Regions from separate parts of the Gossypium arboreum genome. Here region 1 is linked to region 2. Evidence: chromatin contacts called from public Hi-C data. All regions are on one chromosome and are shown on one strand. Each heading gives the region's core, a stretch centred on a gene start, on an enhancer-like site or on the middle of the called end of the contact. The rest is flanking DNA. Distances are from core to core; before and after follow the strand shown. Region 1 holds the start of LOC108482988 (pentatricopeptide repeat-containing protein At5g61400). Region 2 holds the start of LOC108482140 (photosynthetic NDH subunit of subcomplex B 4, chloroplastic).

Evidence for each region. A called contact is a pair of places that touch in the nucleus more often than the background predicts.
Region 1: a contact with region 2 is called in a Hi-C map of leaf, with 2.5 times the contacts expected there. The contact joins the promoter of LOC108482988 here to the promoter of LOC108482140 in region 2. A contact is called at or near these places in 2 of 5 Hi-C or Micro-C datasets (both in leaf).

Annotation. Positions count from the first base shown.
Region 1 is chr1:18,601,421-18,607,947 of ASM2569848v2, reverse strand. It overlaps LOC108482988 (pentatricopeptide repeat-containing protein At5g61400), which reads left to right and starts at 3,648. Exons shown (of 2, transcript XM_017786139.2): 1 at 3,648-5,147; 2 at 5,149-6,494. The coding sequence starts at 3,993. The coding sequence ends at 6,027.
Region 2 is chr1:18,216,763-18,224,006 of ASM2569848v2, reverse strand. It overlaps LOC108482140 (photosynthetic NDH subunit of subcomplex B 4, chloroplastic), which reads left to right and starts at 5,729. Exons shown (of 5, transcript XM_017785249.2): 1 at 5,729-5,940; 2 at 6,022-6,196; 3 at 6,311-6,366; 4 at 6,474-6,545. The coding sequence starts at 5,827. It overlaps LOC108481269, which reads right to left and starts at 1,174. Exons shown (of 3, transcript XM_017784427.1): 1 at 1,119-1,174; 2 at 947-1,073; 3 at 587-865. The coding sequence starts at 1,174. The coding sequence ends at 587.

The DNA of each region.
Region 1 (6,527 bases), core at 2,399-4,898, 390 kb before region 2:
TCCGCCTGTGTGGTTTTTTCCGAAAGGGTTTCCACGTAAAATTTATGTGTTCTTTATTTTTATTTATTTTATTCTATTTTATTTTTCACAATATGAGATCAGGGGGGTATGGACTTCAAGTACAAGGTCAGTTCCAATTCGGTTGGGTTCATTGGGGTTGCTTTGTCTACTTGGGGCCGAACAGTTCATAATCATAGGCGCCGATTTTTTCAATAGGCTACGGCTCGGTTGAAAAGATTACATCAGGCTGATCCCTCCGATGACATCTTAGCCGAGGTCACTGAAGTAAAATGGGCTTTCAATATGGAGGCTAATAGAGAGGAGTTGTTTTGGGGCCAAATGGAACGGGTGAATTGGTTGTGTTAAGGTGATCGTAGCACATTGTTTTACCATAAGTTTGCCACTTTTCTAAAGCAGCTGAACTCGGTATCTTCTTTGGTGGATGATGATGGTCATACTTGTCCAGTCATGGATGCTATGTTTAGGGTTGCCACTAGATATTTTCAAGGCTTTTTTACTTCGTCTAAGTCAGAGAATTTTGATCATTTGCTGGAGGGCATTAAGGTGTGTATTACTCCTTTGATGAATGGGTTTTTGCTCTCTGATTTTACATTTCAGGAGATTAGGTCGACCATTGACGTGATATCTCATTTGAAAGCTTTGGGCAGAGATGGATTTTCGGCTTTGTTCTTTCAGAAATATTGGCATATCATTGGCACTGATGCCACAGATTATTGTTTACAGGTGCTTCGAAGGGAGCTTCCTCTTTTTGATATCAATGCCACAAATCTTAGTCTCCTTCCCAAGGTGCACAACCCTATGCAAATGTCACAATTCTGCCCAATTAGTCTCTGTTCTGTCCTGTACAAGATCATTTTTACAGTTCTGGTGAACAGGTTTAAAAAGTTTTTGTCTGTCTATATTGACCAAGAATAGAGTGCGTTTGTTCCTGGCCATTTTATCACTGAAAACTTTCTCATCGCTTATGAGGTGCTACATTCTTTTAAGCACAAGTGCAATGGGGTAGTAGGCTCTTTTTCACTCAAGCTTGACATAAGTAAGGCCTATGATTGGGTCGAGTGGGATTTTTTAGAGGCTATCATGTTATATATGGGATTCGGTTCGGAATAGGTTTCCTTGATCATGGCTTTTATCCATACGGTTTCTTATTTCGTGGTTCTTAATGGAAATTGAGGAGATCTTTTCAGCTGACACGAGGACTCCATCAAGGGGATCCCCTGAGTCCATTGGCAAAACAAGTCATCGTCTAACACATCTTCTTTTTGCAGACAACTGTATGATTTTCAGTTCGACATCTATTAAGAGTGCTGCCACAATTCACTCTATTTTGCAGGAATATGGGCGATGCACTGGACAGGTGTGAATTTTGATAAATCGGCTATTTCTTTCAGCTCGATGTGGAGCATTTTATCGATTCTAGTATCGGATCAGTATTGGGTGTACGCACTGTCCATCAGACAGATAAATATTTGGGAGTTCCCCTAATGGTTGAAAGGAGTTAGCAGAAGACTTTCTAGCATTTTAAGGATCAATTTCATCGATGTGTTGATAGTTGGAACTTATGTTACTTATCTCAGAGTGGTTAGGGTGTTTTTGTACGTTTTGTTTTGTAAGCAATTCCAACGCTTGCAATGCAATTTTTTTATTTTCTTCTTCCATTTGTCGCACACTTGAAGTTATTATAAGTCGGTTCTAACGACAGAAATTAGGGAGTCTTTGGGGAATTCATTGGTGTTCTTGGTCTTCGTTAAGCGCAACTAAGTGTGATGTATGAGCTTTCGTGATTTGGCTTAGTTTAATATTGCACTCTTGCCTAAGCAGGGGTAGTGCTTATTAACATATTCGGATTGTCTTATGAGCCGGGTTTTAAAGCACATTACTTTTCTAATGTTGATTTTTTAGAGTGGGCTTAGGGTTTTACCCTTCTTATACTTAGCACAATATCTAGTGCTCTCGGTGCCTGATAGAAAAGGGCCTTGGTTGGCGGGTGGGCAATGGTCACTTCATCTCCATCTGGAAGACCTTTGGCTCCTAGGCAAAGCTCTCTGCCGTATTGTGCACTTATCTGTTAATACTAATGTTACTTGGGTGAGTGATTTGATGTTACAGGATTCGGCCCAATGGAATCATACCTTGGTCAGTGAGTTGCTTTTGGTCGTTAAGGCAAATCGCATTCTTAGCATTCCTCTCTCTCGTTCAGATGATGATGATTTGGTGGTTTGGAAATGCGATCCAACTAGTTGTTACTTCATTCGTAGTGGATATAGGTTGCTTTATTAGCCTATGCAACAACTCTCTATTCCTTCTAGTCTTTTCAACCCTCTGAGTTCGCATGATTTTTTTACAATGATATGGAAGATTTGGGTCCCTATTAAAGTTCACATGATTGCTTGGAGATTCCTTTGCAATTATGTACCCACATTACACATCATTTACAATCGACACATCTCTACTACACAATACTGTCCTAGATGCCTCAATATACCTGATATGCCTATTCACGTGCTTCGGGAGTACCCTTTAACAATTTTGGTTTGGAATCTATTGGATATATCTTGGGCTGGTACCTACAATGTTTCAGATCTTATGAGTTGGTTAGGTTTTCTTTGTAAAGCATATATTAGGGACAATTTAGCACTCATCCTTACAACAATTTAGGCACTATGGTGGTTGCGTAACAGGTACTATCATGAGGGCCTTGGTTCCACGTCTCCTAAGTTGGTTTCCTTTATTCGCTCCTACTTAGGTGGCTTGTTGGTGCTGGACGCGCCAGGAGCGGTTCTGGTGGTTTTGCGTACTGCACGTTGGTGTCCTCCGCCCTCGCCTCTAGTTAAGGCCAACTTCAACACTACATACATAGAAGGGTCACACTCCTATTGCTCGGGGGTGGTGGTGCGGGATGCCCAGGGCCAGGTGCTTGTCTCTTGGAATAGGATCCATGGTCAGGTCTCATCGGCCTTTGCTGCGGAAGCGTTGGCTCTCTTATCAGTGTTGGATTTGGCTCGGGACCTTGGGCTATCTCGAGTTGTGTTCGAAAGGGATTCTCTGCATGTGATACGTAAACTCAATAACGTACAAGTCGACCGGTCAGTGATTCGGGCACTGATTACAAAGGGGAGGTTGCAGTTACATACCTTTTCTGCAGTGGCTACAGTCTGCCAATGTTTTCAAGAGTAAAATTGGGTTGCTCACTAGCTCGCGATGCTGGGATTTCGCTGCACATCGGACCGTTTCTAGGTCGTGGAGGATCCTTTTCAGGTGACAGGCACAGTAGCTGAGAAAGGAAGGTCGACCACTCATTCGCCTTAATTTCACCACAATCATTGGGTTAGAAAAGTTGCATCTCTTTACTTCTCCTTGTTGTGATTTCTTTTTCTCCATTGTCGTGCTTGCAAGCTGTTCAGATTTGGCTTTGGGATTTTTGGATTCCATCAGTTGCTTTTGGGACAACATTTAGGATTTCTTTTTCTTTTGTCTTCTGTTCCTTCTTTGGTGTTTTTCTAATTGTATTGGGGGCCTACTGCAGTTTGTTGCTTTTGTCTTTGGATTTGGGCCTCACCCATGCGGATTTGTTTTTCTATTTTTCTCTCTACTTCAATGGAAGCCATTTTAAAAAAAAAAAGTAAAATTAAATGATGTGGGCTAATTAAATTATTACATAGATAAATTTATTATTGAGGTACCATTTATGCAAAATGTCTAAATCTAATTGGTGCAAATTGTCACGAAAAAATGAACTAAAATGATCGGGAGGAAAATTCTAATGTTTAGGGGGGAGGGGGGGTTACATGATTCGTAGGAGAGCCTTAGCCCATAAACATGGCGAACCCCGTTTATTGAAGAGATGCAAGAACAATGCCCCAGTTGTAGGTTTAACCTACAATTTGAATTTATTTGGTTTGGTGTTCCATCTCAACATGGATAGCAATTTATAATTTTAGGATTCGGCCATGTAAACCTATAAACTGAAAATGTTGAAGCTATTCCCGCGTAAACAAACGCCATTTCTTTGCACCAAATACCCTTCAAACCTTTGTAAAATGGCATCTTCCTCCTCGTCATCGTCATGCCATCATCTGACAAAGGATATCCTCAACACCCAAAACCCTCACCAAGCTCTCAAGCTTTTCAATTCCAATGCCAATCTCTTAAACCCCTTGAAGAATCTCGAGCCTTATTCAGCCATCATTCACGTCTTGGCCAGTGCTAAACTTTACGAGGACGCCAGGTGTTTGATAAAATACCTCATCAAAGCCCTCCATAGCTCTTTGGAACCCCCTCGTGCTTGCCACTTAATTTTCAACGCCCTTAACAGATTTCAAACCTCAAAATTCACTCCCAATGTGTTTGGGTCATTAATCATTGCATTTTCCCAGATGGGTTTAATCGAAGATGCCTTGTGGGTTTATAGAAATATCAAAACTTTCCCTCAAATGCAGGCTTGTAATGCACTTTTAGATGGGTTAATTAAGTTGGGCAGGTTTGACTCCATGTGGGATCTTTACAAGGAATTGCTTTCACGGGGGTTTTTGCCTAATGTTGTTACTTATGGGGTGTTGATAAATTGTTGTTGTTGTCAAGGTGATGTTTTAAAGGCACACAACTTGTTTTATGAACTGTTGATGAAAGGAATTCCACCTAATGTTGTCGTCTACACAACTGTCATAAAGTTACTTTGTAATGAAGGTAAGATGCTGGAGGCAGAACGTATGTTTAGATTGATTAAAGAGGGTTATTTCCTTCCAAATTTGTACACTTATAATGTTTTGATGAATGGATATTTCAAGATGGATAGAGTCGAACGAGCCTTGGAAATATATGGGATGATGATCAGTGATAGGTTGGGACCAAATATTGTTACTTTTGGTATCTTGATTGATGGACTTTGTAAGGTGGGTGAACTGACGGTAGCTAGGAGCTACTTTGTTTGTATGGTTAAGTATGGTGTTTTCCCCAATATTTTTGTCTACAATTGTTTGATTGATGGCTACTGTAGGGCAGGCAATGTTTCTGAAGCAGTGAAGTTGAGCTCAGAAATGGAGAAGTTGGAAATGTTGCCTGATGTTATCACATATAGCATACTGATTAAGGGTCTTTGTACTGTAGGTAAAGTGGAGGAAGGGAGCTTTTTTATTGCAGAAAATGAACAAAGATGGAGTTTTGGCTAATTCTGTGACTTACAATTCCCTGATTGATGGGTACTGTAAAGTGGGGAACATGGAGAAGGCTTTGGAGGTATGCTCTCAAATGAGCGAAAATGGTGTAGAACCAAATGTTATCACTTTCTCTACATTGATTGATGGTTATTGCAAGACTGGAAACATGGAAGCTGCCGTGGGATTTTACTCCGAAATGGTTATCAAAGGTCTTGTTCCGGATGTGGTGGCTTACACTGCTTTGATTAATGGGTATTGTAAAAATGGTAATATCAAGGAGGCATTCCGGCTGCATAAAGAGATGCTGGAATCAGGATTAATGCCCAATGTTTTCACGTTAAGTAGTTTAATCGATGGCCTTTGCAAGGATGGAAGAGTTTCGGAGGCTTTCAGCTTTTTCTTGGAGAAGAGTAAAGCTGGTATTGGTGAAACAGTAACTGATGAGTTTGATGGTCTATTTTGCTCCCCAAATCATGTGATGTATACAAGCTTAATTCAAGCCATGTGCAAGGAAGGCCAGGTATTTGAAGCAAGTAAAATTTTCTCGGATTTGAGATGCAGCGGTTTGATGGTAGATGCGCCCTTGTACATTGTCATGTTAAAGGGTCATTTTCAAGCCAAGCATATGATTGATGTGATGATGTTGCTCGCAGATATGATAAAGATGGGCATCATGCCAAGCATTGCCATCAATGCGGTTGTAGCCAGGGGTTATCAAGAGATTGGAGACCTTAGGTCAGCTCTAAGGTGCTCTGAGGATTTAGCTGTTCAGGGCTCGGGCATTTTGAATCAAGGGGACGAAAATGAACCTAACTATAAAGTGAAAGAGGACTGTAAGATCTGTTTGTGATTAGCAATCAGTCTGATGGGTGAATTTCTCCCTGCAGTGATGGCTAGCTCACTCTCTGACCTCGAAGCTTGAGGTAGTGCAATATTTTTTGGCACTGCATCGGCTTGTTTGCAGCTCAGAGGAGTGGTTCTGCAATTACTTTATGGTTGCTGCCAGTGATCACTGATCATACTAGTTGAAATGTTCAGAACCGGAGAGATGCCGGACTGTTGTTCGATACTTGATGAACTGGAATCTAGGCATTACATGTATTGTTCATATCTGAAGTCCTGGATGCTGAAAGCAAGCCAGCTAAGTTGAGTTCCTTGGCTGAAGAAATATGTAGTTGTCAATGACCAAATAACTCAAATTCTTTGGTGCTACCAATGAAAATTTTGGTAAGTTTTTAGCTTTATTTAGGAGCCAAAGTGAAACAATTAAATTATTTAATGAAGAATTTGTGTTGTTTGCGCCCACAGAAACAGAAATTGCATGTGGGTAGTATTTGTGAAATAGTTGAT
Region 2 (7,244 bases), core at 4,480-6,979:
CAGTCACTTCACTAGGAGTATTCTCAACCGAAATCCCTAAAGTTTCCGACATAGTGCTAACAATGTAAGAGTATGTAGAACCTATGTCTATCAGTACAAGATAAGGTACATTATAAATTAAAAACGTACCTGTAATAACATCTGGAGCATCCCGATCCTCTCGGCGATGAGCAGCATAAACAAGAGTAGGCCGTCTTACCTCAGTATGTCCAGCACATCTGTCTGGTGCTCTCTTTCCATGGCCCATGCCGTTATCACCCCTGGCCTGACCACGGCCCCTAGGTGGCTGCTAAACTACCCTCGGCAACTATGCATTAACAGATCCCGCAGCTTGCATCTGATCAGTCTTCGATGGACACTTTCTAACACGATACTAGGTAGACTCACATCTTAAACACGCCCCAATAGTCCTCCAACACTCGCCCGGATGGCGTCTACCACAATGCCCACAAGGCAAAATCCAAATAGGTGCAACAAGGGCCCCAACTCTGACTGGCCCATCAGGTCTGGCCTTTTTCTTAGGCCTCATCACTGAACTCCAGGGCTTCGAATCCCTCTTGTTCTTACCCCTCTCGTGATCCCTATTCTAGTACTCTGCGTGCTTAATATCCTCAGCAATCTTGGCCTTCTCGACCAAAATAGTAAACTCACGCTTTCTCTGCAGAGCTATCAGCACCCTCAGATTATCCTTAAGACCATCCTCAAAATGTATACATCTCTCGTATTCAGTCTCCACCATGCCTCGCGCATAATGGCTCAATCTCAAGAGCTCAACCTCATACTCGACTACTAAGCGGTCTCCTTGGGTGAGATTAAGAAACTCATGCCTCTTGGCATCAATGTAGCTGGCCTCTACATACTTACTCTAGAACGCCGCCTTAAAATAGTCCCAAGTCAATCAATCAGGCTGAGTGCCCTCTTTAACTGTTAGCCACCACTGATATGCCTCATCGCGAAGTAATGAAACAGCCCCCTTAAGCTTTTGCTCAGCGGTACAATCCAGATCGTCCATAATTCTCTCTGTGGCCTCCATCCAATACTCGGCCACGTCAGGGGTGACTCCAGCGACACCTCTGAATAAATTAGCCCCATTGGACCGGAGTCGTTCTGTAGCTTACCTTTGGCCCTCAGTTCCGGTGTTGGCCTCAACGACCCTCTCTAATATCCTGAGCATAGCCTAGGATAGTGTATCGTCCCTAGCCATGCGGTCCTAAGACCTAGTCTTAGCAGCAGGCGACACTGGCGTCTCACTTGTATCCAAATTCAATATATTATCCATGGAAGAGGACTCAGCTTGAGCCCCTCTATGGCCTCTACCTCGGCCTCTAGTACCACGTCCGTGGATACCTCATGCGCTCATTGTCTAATCGAATTTATCTGTATTACAAATTTTATGGATCAGTTACAGTTTCAATATTTATTAACGAATGTTTTATGCAAAACAATACCAAAAGTTCAGAGTTTGTTTTCATAAATCACAGTCTCACTATAGTTTTTAGTACGGTTTAGTACCTATAGTAGTTTTGGAATGTACTATCTACAGTATTGCGAAATAAACAGTACAAATTTTAGAAAACTTACAGAATCGGTGCCAGAGACTCTGGGAACCACACACTTAACTAGAATATTTGGAAATAATTTCTTTAAAAATAAATTTTGGAACCCAAAATTCACAGTCAAGTTTTGAACCTGGCTCTAATACCATTAAATGTAACACCCTAAACCCGACGTAGACATTATGGCTGAATATGGTGATGTCACATGGAATGGAGTTTGTAGTCTAATTCATCGAGTGAAAACCCTTCTAGTTTATTAGTCGTTAATTAATTTAGAAAAATACATGTTCCTTGTTATAGTTCAAAACGTGACTTTTTAGCGGGAGCTTGTGAACTTTTTATTTTAGAAAACCGTTCGTTTTTAGGAAAACTTTAATTTTTGTAGTAATAAAGCTGGAAAGCAAAGTATAAACCCAAATTTAGATAGTCAATCCCAAAAGTCCCAATTACAAAAAAATAGACACCCAATTTGTTAACGAGAAATTAATTAACTAAAAAAAAGTATTAAAACAATACGAAATAGTGGTGGTTACTGTCGAGTCCTCCGCTACTCCGATCCGTCTAATGCTGGGGATTACCTGAACAGATCAAACAAAAAATAATGAATTTTCACAACTCAGTGTGTAATCCCCACAGAATACATGCACACAGCATAACATCAAAAATCAATCATGTATAAACAGTTTGGGCCTGAGCCCATTATAGAAACAGTGTGGGCCTTAGCCCACTCAGATACAGAGTCAAATATAAAATGAGGCCTTAGCCCGTCTCAGGTATACCATGCAAAACATAATAGAATAACAACGTCCTACCCATTAGCCTCTACACTCCAACTCCGTCCAACCCTACACACCATGTGGGGATAAAATCAACCCACCCATCCCTACACACCATGTCAGATCAAGTGCGGCACATAATCGATAATTGCAATGAGTCGCCAGATATCAGGCTTAAGAGCCTTTCAGAATACTTCCTCCAAATAATACTAACCCAACCCCGATGCAATGCACCATACAAGTATGATATGCTAATATGCAAATTAACAAATCGTACATTCAAACCAGGATACATGACAAGAGTAACATGCTAAAACACATATATCACATAGTCAGATCTTGTAATCAGGGGTCAAGTAACTCTTGCCGACCCTACAGTAGGTCTAGTCGACTTGGACGACTCGAGCAACCTTATAGAGTATTTTAGAAAAATGGGCTCACACACCCATGTGGCCTGCCCGTGTAGGTCAACATGCCCATGTAGCCCACAGATCCAATTTGGCTTTGGCTGTGTGGATCACACGGCCTGGCCCAGAATCCCACATGCCCGTGTGGCCCACATGGCCCAATTGTTCGAACTCGTGTCTCGCACACGGCCTCGTCAGTCCTCACACGGCCTTATCATGTGTCTATGTCACGCGCACATAGCCTGGTTTGTCAATCACACGCCCGTGTGCTGCCACACGCCCTACCGCGCGGGCGACCATACGTCGGTGTGGCGTCGACAGTTTCATTTTTTGGCGTTCGTCGATTATTGTTTTCTGTGTTTTCGGGTACACACCTGTATCATTTTCGATGCCTAATCACTCTCGAGCACTCCAGTACCTAAAATTGGTCATTGGAAACATCAAATTAGACTTTTAAAAATTAACTAAAATCGAATCCATAATGAGTTATTCACCCCTCAAGTAACAACCCCTTACCTTCGATCGAACAACGACAACACCCGTGAATCTAAGTTCCCGATGAGCGACTCTGGGCCTCTAATTCTTCACCTAATCGACATCAACGATACTCATCAATGACAAAATTAATGAATGGAAAGAAAACCATCCTAACAAAACTTACTGAATCAAGACGTAAACAACGTAGCACAAGTGAAAGAGACGAGTTGAAAGGTAAACGAACAAGTGCAAAAAGAAAAAAGAGGGCAAAATTTCGACAATTAGTGTGGAGAGGGAATTTTCACGTCAAAACTTTTTTTGGGAAAAAGAAGAAAGAAGAAAATTTGAAGAGCAAATAGGAGATGTGATACACGTCCCTAATTTCTCTCCCACTAACACCATAACTTAGAATTCAACTTCCACCCAAACTCTCTCCGAACTGTGCCCAAAAATAAAACTCCATTGCTCACGTAGGGATTCAAACTCAAGACTTCTAACACACTAACACACATTTTAACCACCAGACCAGCAGGCCAATTTGGATATGAACTTACATACAATTAAACTTAAGCCTACTAAACAAGGTTAAGGCTTTATTCAGAAAAATACCAAAATTTGCCCAAAATAGGACTTGAACTTGAAACTTCACACACACACCCAAAACACTTAACCACTGTAGTAGATGCACATTTGTGTTACAATTCACAAAACCAAAATATAACATTTTTGGGGCGTTACATAAATACCCCTATTCCCTTCCTCATTTCACACAACTCACATCCTACATATTCTTCACCTTTCTCTCTTCGATTTCCTTCATTGTTTTCCCATTTTCTTGTCATCTTCCTTTGCTGATTTCCACTCTTGAAAGAGAGCTTGCATCTCCCTTGGAGTAGCAACATTTAAATGTTAGTTAAGGCCTTGAATCGACAGAACGAGCTGTGAAGATGATGAGGACACTAGTCTGGCTTCGGAGAAACACCAAGATTTGTTTCCTAGTTCTGCTCTTCTCTTTAATTTTTCTCGTTTATGTTGTGATTATGAACATGAATATTTGTTGTGTTGTTGTTCTTGATTTAATTAAAATGGCTTAGATTTAATTCAAATGGTTTAGTTAACAAAATACCAAGTTGTCGTGAAATTATTTATAACAACATGAACATGGGCTTAGTAATTCTAAGTTAAGGAATGTAATTGATTTAATACATTTATGTCATATTGATTAAACTCATTTTCAGAAATCGTGTATTGGAACATTTTTACTTTTTATTTGTCTTAGTTAATTTTTAGTTTTATAAAAACTTCTTCAAATCAATATATTTTTCTTTCACCAAATTGTTTAAAGTTGTATTTCATAAATATTTTCTTTCACAGTCCTTATGGGTATGATAACTCGACATTTACTTGTCACTTTATTACTTGTTAATGATTGTGTACACTTGCAAAATTTCGTCGTTCTAGCTATTCATACATTGGCGAATCTAGCTCCTACACGACTACATGCTCACCAAGACTGTGAGCTCACCATATTTGCCAGCTTATCAATAGTGCGAACTGCGAGGTCATCAAAACTGCGAGCTCACCAAACATGCGAGCTCACCAAGCTTGAAAGCTCTCCAAGTTTCAAGATTTATCAAGTTGTAGTATTTTATTATTATATTCAGCTTATTTAAGCGTAGATGTTTATGTAAATTAATATGTTGAAATGAAAAATAAAAAAATTATAATCCAAACACTTCTCTATTTTATTGTATCGCTTTCTGTTTCAATCTTTCCTTCATCAAATATCCAACATACACAACAAACAAATAATCGAATAAAAACAAGATTAATCAAAAGAAGTGGTCGGTTGGAGTCTTGGACAGATAACCTACACCTTAATATGTTTGTTGCTTTTTTCCTATTTTTCGTCCCTACCTAAAAACTAGGATTGATTTGCAGCAGGTAAACATTTGGCAGTTTTGATTTTCCTTTGAGTTCACATGAAAATATTCCAAGAAATATTAGGGTTAATATTATTTTGGGTTTGAATTTCACAAAATGTTTTTATGTTGAGTTTAAAATTTTTAATTTAGATTAATGTTTTATATTTTTGGAAAAAAGGCCATGTTCTAATGTGAGACAATTATTAAATTTCAAGTTAAATTTAGATAAAAAAAGTATTTCAATTTTAGTGTGGGATAATTGTTGAGTTAAAGTCTAAAAATTAGATTATGATGAACTATTATTGTTTTAGTTAAGATTGCATGTAATTGAGAAAGAATTGCAAAGGTTAAAACACGACATAAAATATAATATGATATTAGAAAAATAATACAAATTGAGTTGTTCTCATATTTTATCACTACTGTTGATTAAATATATATTTTTCAAAACCATTATTTTATAATAATTTTAATAATAAAAGTGACCCACTAATCGGACCAGGCCGAGATTTGACATGATTTTTTTTTTTTAAAACGGATCGTGACCCGACCGGGCCGAGTAAGAATGGATGCAAATGAGTGCCTTATCTACTTAGCCCTTCACTCACATAACTAAAGTACCAAAAATCCATAACTTTTGGAGGAAAAAAAAGAAAAAAGAACTACCACATTCTACAAGCCAAATATGAGCTTCACCATTTTAAAACCATGGATTCACTGTAGTTATCTTCAACCTACCAAATTCGGCAACTACCCATTTTCAAGCAGCACCAGGCTTTTCAACAATGGCTGCCAGCAGGTAAGTAGTTTGGTGAGTGATTTGATTTGCAGGGATGTTACTGCAGTACCAGCTTGAAATTTGTGATGTATATACATATAGATTGATGAAGGCAACAAGAGTAAAAGAAGGGGAGCTTTTGTTAAAGTTAATGCTCTACCAGATTGGCCTCTAATGGCAGTTTTAGTTCATCATGTTCAACAACTTGATGCCCAAAGAGAAATTATAACCAATAAATCTATTTGGCATCTTAGTGATGAAGCCATTAAAAAAGTTTGTAAGTGTTTTTCCATCAATTCATTCATTCATTCAAATTGGTCAACGATTTACGTATTGAAGCTATATGATGAAATGCTGAAGAATTTTCCTTTGGTCCTTTTTTGCTTTATAGATGCTTTCTACATTATGTTCACTTGCTGGGGATGTTTGTTTTTTGGGTCCACCAAGGTATAATCATATGTCCATTGATTTTGTTCGCTATAATTGATATATAATGGGTGGCTTTCTTTTGATTTGAGCTTTAAAGTATCTGATTTAGAACATTCATTGTGTAGGATCCATACTATGATTCTGAAGTATACAGGAAAGATGGAGGTGATGGTACTGGACATTGGGTTTATGAGAAGGTTAATTACATCCCTTAATTTCCTCATCTATATCATATCTATACTGTTATTTAAGACTTTAACTAAGTTGTTGTCACGAGTAAATCAGTAACTAATTCGATTAAAGAATTACAAAAATATCTTTCTATAATTAAAATAAATTATATTATTCAAAGTATTTTAATCTTTTAATTAAAAACCAATCAAAATATACATATAATGAAACTAGAACCCTGTAAATTGTATTGATAAAATTTAAATTAACCAATTAACTAAAGCTTTGTTTTAATAACTTTTATACATTTTCATTTTAATACTCATATTTTATTACCTTCATCAATTGTATATATACACTATATAAGGTACAATCAACTCATTTGTAAAATTACTAAATTATCATTATTTTAAAAATAACTAATGTTATTCTAAGGATTTTTTGGTCTCTTGATACTTTTATAATATTCCAAATGAAATAACTGTAAAATATTGTTTGTGAAATGAACACAAGCTAAACAAATTTAAATAAATATCTCTTATCACTCCATTAATTATTTATTAAAATAAATTTATAAATATACTTTTTAATATTTGATATTTGCAGTCACAACATTGTGGATGTGATAAATTATATTATTATTGATTGGTTGCGGAAAAAAAGAAGCCTCGGTTGGGGAATAAGGGAAGGATGTACATGCATGAACCCACCAATTGAATTGAATT